Regions from separate parts of the Mus musculus genome. Here region 1 is linked to region 2. A link is a contact called in public Hi-C data. All regions are on one chromosome and are shown on one strand. Each heading gives the region's core, a stretch centred on a gene start, on an enhancer-like site or on the middle of the called end of the contact. The rest is flanking DNA. Distances are from core to core; before and after follow the strand shown. Region 1 has its middle 17 kb from the start of Gm12059. Region 2 overlaps Commd1 (COMM domain containing 1).

What was found. A called contact is a pair of places that touch in the nucleus more often than the background predicts.
Region 1: a Hi-C map of trophoblast stem cells shows a contact between it and region 2, with 39 times the contacts expected there. The contact joins two enhancer-like sites. A contact is called at or near these places in 8 of 484 Hi-C or Micro-C datasets (the 4T1 cell line, ECoMG myeloid progenitors, differentiating spermatogonia and 5 more).

Annotation. Positions count from the first base shown.
Region 1 is chr11:23,046,383-23,049,912 of GRCm38.p6, reverse strand. No RefSeq gene overlaps it. Among named protein-coding and RNA genes, the nearest start is that of Gm12059, 17 kb to the left of the region's middle. Within about 2 kb of position 1,717, at least 37 of the 459 cell types and tissues checked have an H3K27ac peak or open chromatin away from gene starts, as enhancers often do.
Region 2 is chr11:22,927,507-22,931,295 of GRCm38.p6, reverse strand. The region is part of intron 2 of Commd1 (COMM domain containing 1); the gene reads left to right. Among named protein-coding and RNA genes, the nearest start is that of Zrsr1, 43 kb to the left of the region's middle. Within about 2 kb of position 2,070, at least 61 of the 459 cell types and tissues checked have an H3K27ac peak or open chromatin away from gene starts, as enhancers often do.

The DNA of each region.
Region 1 (3,530 bases), core at 468-2,967, 120 kb before region 2:
CTCCATGGAGATGACAAAAATACAGTTCAAACACAATCCAATTCCTTTCTTCCCCAGTGTGTGAGATCTGTTTCCATGGAAATTTCATGTTGACAGGGGATTGCAAGAGTACTTATATGCACACACATCTCAGAAGCAAACCCTTTTGGTGAATAACCATGATTTAATTTTAATCATTCCATTAAAATTGTTCAAATAATAGAAAAGAAATCTGTATTCTTCTAAAGCAGAAACCATTCTGCAATTTCCCTTAGCTCAATGTATTAATTTAATAGAATTGGCGATAACAGGGACTTTAATTTGCCTTTTGATGAAAGCAAAATTAAATTTTAATCATTTAGGTAAATTTATCGAGTCAAAAAAGATTAAGGACTTAGTCTGTTGGGATGTGGAAAGGAGTACAGAGATGTATGTCAGGAGCCACATTGAAAAACAGACTGCAACGGTGAAGCTGACAGTTGTATGTATGCTCTGGGATGCGAGAGAGAAGAGGGAAAACCAAGGAGCTCTGGGTTTCAACAGAGCTTGGGAAATAAGACGTGAGAAGGTTGTGGTCTGGTGAGGGGAAGACTCAGCGGCAGGAAAGCTGAAGCCATGCTTGCAGAACTAAGTTCTGCTGGCTGAGGTGAAGGGGAGATGACTGCCTGTGGCTAGGCTGTGTGTGGCGCAGTGAGCACTGTACCACTGACTGTTCTCAACAGCAGTAGTGTTCGGTTAGGGCTCTCAGAAGCTGAGTGTTAAGTGAAGGGAATAGATCACATTTTGAGAAACAGTCCTGAAAGCAGAAAGCCTTGAAAAAGTGATCTGAGACATTTGATCATTTTAAAGTATGTCCACAAAAATGTACAGCTCTTTTTTTTAAGAGATGTAAATTAATTGTACTCCTATAGTATGGGTGTAGTCAGTTCTAGAGAATAAAACAATTTATTGGCAGCAGTAGTGAGGGCAACCATCTCTGAGAGGATTTTAAGAGCGCTAGGCTTCTTTCTTGTTTGCCTTCTCAGTGTTCTTGCTCTGGGGACACCCGCTAGCGTATTGTAAGGATATTCAGCTGTGGACAAGGGTTCTCCAGCCCTGTTAGGCCTCCTGGTGAGCACGGTTGTTTCTTAGTTGCAGTCTCATTGGAGAGTCAAAATCAGCACTTCCTGTGCCTAAACTATTATATAATCCAGACTGTGAGGAGCCCTGAGGTAATAATGGCGTTTTAACCCAATCAGTCTTGCGGTGTTTGTGATACGGAAATCCATAGAATAGGTTAAGTGTGAAGGGATCACCGGAGGGAAGGAGGAGTGGGAATCAGAAGGTTTCAGACGAGCAGAGAAGCGGAAGTGAAGCCGGATGTCCCGCTTCCTTCAGTAATTGAGGAAAATGGGCAGCAGTGCCGGTGATTTACTCAGAGACTGGTCAGTAAGGCTCCACTGAGATCAGAGGCTCCAGAAAAGCAGGAAAAATGGAAGAGCTACGGTGAGCTGTTACCTTAACTCCTGCAAAGTCAAGTCAGGACTACTACTCTACTCCAGGACCCTGGAGAGCAAGCTGAGAAAGCAGACAATGGCTCTTGCCCAACCCTGGTAGGAGCTTTGAGACAGGAAAGACAAATGAACAGAGGATTCTGAGATGCTAGTGTGGTAGTGGCTGAGACACTAGACAGGACCGTAGGGCACGTGCCTAGCCTAGGAGAAGGGACAGCGAGACGTGAGATGGGTTGAGCCGAGGATACGGAAGGGTTGAACTTCTGAAGCAGTTATAGTCTGGGTGAGGCGCACAGGCGGCTTGTTTCTGCGCTGTCCTGCAGAAGTCCCCTTCCCCCTTAGGCTCTTCCCTGGCAAGCATGTTGAGGCTTGCTCCTGTGCTTGCCTTTGCATTTTCCCTCAGAAGCTCTGCTTTTCCCCCACCCTTCCCCCTCCTGCCTTGCAGCAAATGCCGGGATTCTTTCCACCTCCCTGGCTGGTCCCGGAGGACTCAAGGAGTAAGACAAATGACAAAAACTCCTCAGCTTCAGTGGCACCAAGACTAGCACTTTTCTAGATAACCAGGTGCAGCTGGTGCATATCCTTGAAGAAAGATTAGGGTCCCACGCTTAAATCGCAGAAAAGAGGTAATCAGAGGTCACAGACAGTTATGGCCAGCCATAAAACTAGTTCCTGATAGCCCCACAAAAGACAATCTTTAATCCCCCTCCCAGCCTCGGGATTCCGCCCCACCAAATGGTATCATGTCTGAGCTATGACTTACCTGACCCGCCTTCCCTCTCCTTCACCCTAAGCATTTAATGAATTTCTAACTGCTCTGTATATAAGTGCTAAAACACCGGAGCTAGGGATCAGGATCGCTGTAGGGGGTTTGAGATCCAAGTCTGACTCATTTTCAGTAAAAAGTCTTTCATGCCCACTTGCAGCGGACTCTGCACTTCCTGAGCTCGCCTGGGCTTCCTGAGGAATCAGGGCATAACATGGGTAACACAGGTCACATCTTAGTCATGTTTTTATTGTCAAGGAAATCGTGGCTGGGCAGGCCTTGCCTCTCAGTGCTATGATAAACTCAGGGTTCTTGTGGTGGTTCATGCATTTCCATCCCTGTAAACTTCTAGCCCATACCCCCATTAGGCTTTGTGCATTTGTTGAAGCAGTGCATGAAAACTTTTTGAGTGTTTTCCCATTCCAGTTGTTTTCCTCTTTCACAATAAGCACCTGATTGAGGCCAAAGATCTGCCCCTTTCAGTTCATCTGTGCTCCATCCTTGTCTCTAAGAGCCAGGGTCTCTGGATGGTTTTAAGAAGCATTAGATTATTATCCAAAGAGGGTCTGTGCCTGATTGGCTCAAAATAATAACCCTAATTATGCCTACAAAAAAACAACCTTGAAATCAACCTTGGGTAATTTCTCTTCGGTCTGATTTAAAAACAAAACAAAACAAAAAAATCAGAATAATGGTGGAGAGACCGAGAGAGAGAACTGTCTCCTGGAACATCACGAGTCCAAGGCCTCCATCCCAAGGAACCCTGATGAGGCTTGGATCAGACGGGGCTGAGAGGGGAATCTAGATTCAGATATTTACCAGTACTAATTATTGCTTATGTATTTTTTTAACTGGGGCAGTCTGTCATTATTTACCTTGGAGAGTAGAGAAAGACTGCTAAAGTCAGATAAAATGACTAGAGAGAAAAAGAAAAGAGAAGAAGAAAAAAAGGACACCATTTAAGCCATTGGACAGAGTCGTCAGTTGCAATGCCGTAGGTAAGCTTTGAGTTTTGTCCATTTTCACACACCCCTCTTCTTTAATCTGATCTTCTTTTGCAGCACAGGCCAGTCTTGAACTCTCCCTACATCTACAGCCCATGTGCTTGAGATGAAAGGAATGTGCCACCATGCTGAGTGAATATATGCCCTCCTATTTATATACATAGCCGCAAAGCAACCTCCTTCCATCCAACTCAGTCTGTATATATTGGCTAATGCATTAATGGCTTAATGTGTGGTACGGTGGAGGCTGGGCAGAGAGCTCAGTGGCTAAGAGACTTGGCCGGAGAT
Region 2 (3,789 bases), core at 821-3,320:
CTCAAATAGTATCTTGCTGCATTTGCTTCCAATGCTGGGATTACAGTTGTGTGATGTTATGCCCTGATTCCTCAGGAAGCCCAGGCGAGCTCAGGAAGTGCAGAGTCCGCTGCAAGTGGGCATGAAAGACTTTTTACTGAAAATGAGTCCTGACTCGGATCACAAACCCCCTACAGCATAGGTTCGGAGTCTGTGACCCCCAGCTCCAGTGTTTTAGCACTTATATACAGGGCAGTTAGAAGTTCCTTGAATGCTTAGGGTGAAGGGGAGGGAAGATGGGTCAGGTAAGTCATAGCTCAGACATGATACCATTTGGTGGGGCAGAATCCCGAGGCTGGGAGGGGGATTAAAGACTGTCCTTTGTGGGGCTATCAGGAACTAGTTTTATGGCCGGCCATAACTGTCTGTGACCTCTGATTTTTTTTTCTATGACTTAAACGTGGGACCCTAATCTCCTTTCTTCAAGGATATGCACCAGCTACACCTGGTTATCCAGGAGAGTGCTGGTCTTGGTGCCACCGAAGCTGAGGAGTTTTTGTCATTTGTCTTATGAGACTCCTTGAGTCCTCTCAGACCAGCCAGGGAGGTAGAAAGAACCCCTGAGTTTGCTGCAAGGCACTCTCCTCTCAGAAGCAAGCAGCCTGTGCGCCTCAGTAACAGATCTGACTGACTATGATCTTGAAAGGCAGATTGTGTGTCTTAATTCTTCTTTCTATTCCATGTGCTTAAGTGCAGTGCCTGTGGACAAAGTGGCTATTTCAGTTGGATTGGGAAAGCAGATTGGATCTAAGTGGATGTTAGTCACGGTGAAAAGAAAACTGTCAGAGGAACCATGGAGTTAAGAGTGTTGACTGCACGGATAGTAATTTCTTTGGGGAAGTAAGGAATGAATAATGAGCATGCTTAGCCAGAAGATGGCTAATCTTAGCAGTGTGCAGACAGACATGGTGCTGGAGAAGGAGCTAAGAGTTCCACATCTTGATCTACAGGCAGCAGAAGGAGCCTGGGTGCTGCACTGGCTGAAGCTTGAGCATCACAGACCCCCCCACAGTGACAAACTTCCTCTAACAAGGCCAGTAGTCCTACAAGGCCACACCTCCTGGTAGTGACACTCCCTGTGGGCCAAGCATTCAAACACTTTGAGTCTTTGGGGGCTGTTCCTATTCAAACACCACACCATTTAAAAAGTGTTCTGCCTGGCAGTGGTGGCGCACACCTTCAATCCCAGCTCCTGGGAGGCAGAGGCAGGTGGATTTCTGAGTTCGAGGTCAGCCTGGTCTACAGTGTGAGTTCCAGGACAGAACTACACAAAGAAACCCTGTCTTGGGGGAAAGTGTTCTCCCCTTGAAAGCTTTAAAATATTCTGATCATAAAGAGACACTTGTTTTGAGTATCTATATTAGTTGCAGGTGGCTTCCAATTTGTTCTGAAAGAAAAGGTGGAAAGTCAGACTGAGCTGCAAGCAGCTGGTTCCAGTGTGACACGCCTCTTTTCTGTCATCAGTATGTCATCTGGATACACTAAGGGTGCTAGTGCAGCCTGTACAGGGATAGATCTGACTTGACAGGGGCAAAGAAATAAAAGACAAACATACAGACAAGCTGGTAGTAGGTGGACTGAGCTCTCTGTTGGGAAACTGTATCCCAGAAGCTCAGTGTTTTGTTATGTAGAGTTAGAAAGGGAGGTGGGTTTACATAGATAAACAAGGAGGCAGGTTTATAGAATACATCTGGATCAGGAGACAGGCTTAGCTAATCTTGGTAGGAGCAGTCTCTTTAGGAGAAAAGTCTTTGGGCCATAAATATAGGGTCTGGGGAGCTATTGGTGGGCATTTCCTGCAGACACCTTCAATTTCCGTACTCAGACCCTTCAGGAAGGCTTTAGCATTTTCCTGAGCTGGGGCAGGATGGGGTTTGCCATTTGAGTCTGAGGCTAGGGTCCTTGATGTGTGGTCTTGCTGGTGTCAAGAGCACACATTCAATCACTCAGGACTTCTGCAGGGAGTGATGCACAGGGAACAAGGAGCCCAGTGGGAAGAGCTGATCCTCAAGTGCCATGTTGTTACAAATCATACTATTTCTCCAAAATTCAGCTTTTTGAGAGCGTTACTTGGTATTGTATCAGTGTATCAGTGGAGAAAAGAACTGTTTCAATATCAGAGTAGTTTGTCAAAGTCAAATTTACTTTAATTAGCCTTGAGTTCCTCAATGTATTGGTGACCGTCCTGCTCTGTGACAGAGTACCGGAAAGAAGGAACTTGAGGGTGGGAAGGTTTGACTCACAGCTTGTCAGTGCAAGGAAAGAGTGGTGGAGGCAGCGGGGCACGTTGCACCCACGGTCAGGAAGCAGAAAGCAGTGAACACTCACTGTCTTAGGTTTCTGGTGCTGTGATAAAGCACCATGACCGAAAGCAACTTGGGGAGCAAAGGTTTATTTCATTTCTCATATTCTGAAGGAAATCGGGTTGGGAAGTCAAGGCAGCAAGAACCTAAACAAAAGTCCCAGGGCACTGCTGCTGCCTGGCTTGCTCCCCAAGGCTTCCTCAGCCTGCTTTTGCCAGAAGCCCAGGAGTGGCTCCACTCACAATGGGCTCTGCCCTCCCCATTAATCACTAAGTAAAAAAATGTCCTACCGAACCTGTCCACAGGCCAGTCTTTGGGGACATTTTTTTTTTCAGCTGTGTAAAGCTGATATAAAACTTGCCAGCACACATTGTCAGCTCACTTTTTACAGTAGCCTGCTCCTCCTGCTCACCATGGTGCTGGCCACACTTAGGGTGGATCCTCCCACCTCAATGAATGGAACCTAGAAAGTGCCCCACAGTCATGCCCAGAGTTTTGTTTCCAGTGCAGTTGTCAATCAAGGTAGACCATCACACGCAGGGTCCCTGACAAGGCTGCTACTCTGTCAGGGCCTCAGTGGGTGTTTTCTACATCAGGGTGTGTATGGAACAGACTTCAGGGATTTGACTTTGAGATAAAAGTCAACATTCTTTGTACAACCTTTAAATTAATAGCACAAATGCTTGTTTGTTAGCTAAATATTTTCCTCATCTGTGATAAATCTACGTATGAATTTTGTTAGAAGAGGACAAAGGAGCCAGCCCAAAGCAAACAGGAAGAGGGACCACTGCCTCCTGGGAGCCTCAGCCAAGTTTAGCATTGTGGGCTGCAGCTGTGCTTCTTACGTCCCAGACCCTGCCCCACAGGGTTTGGTTGTTTTTGTTTTTGTTTTGGGGTGTTATTTTTTGTTTTGTTTTGTTTTTTTGTTTTTTTGTTTTTTTTTTTGTCTTCAAGGGTTGATTGCAATTTTTCAAAGTTTAACAAGGATCTATAAGCCTCAATCTTACTATAGCAAAAGGCACAATCAGTGAGAACAAATTGATTTTAGAATCCCAAGTGAAATTTCTTGCTTTGAGCAAGAATGACTTACTACTGTCAGTGGTAAGGCATCAAAATTGGCTTACCAATAGGGGGAACGTGTTCCAACATTTTATGCTTTGTTTCCTGATGTGTTTATAAAAAGATAAAGAGAGAGAATATGTTCTGTGGGCGTGTAGTGAGGTATGGGGGGAGGGGATATCTCAGTGGGTCCATGCCAAGGCATCCCTTACCCCTGAGGGACCAGACACACAGCGGTATAATGTAGTATAGAATAGAGTTTATTCAGGACATGGGAAGGGGAGTTAAGAGGGTAGTAGAGGCAGAGAAAAGCAGAGAGAGAGAGAGAGACAGTAGAGAAGTAGAGGCCAGCAGTGAGCACATGGAGAAAGAGGGGGGAAGAGAGGAT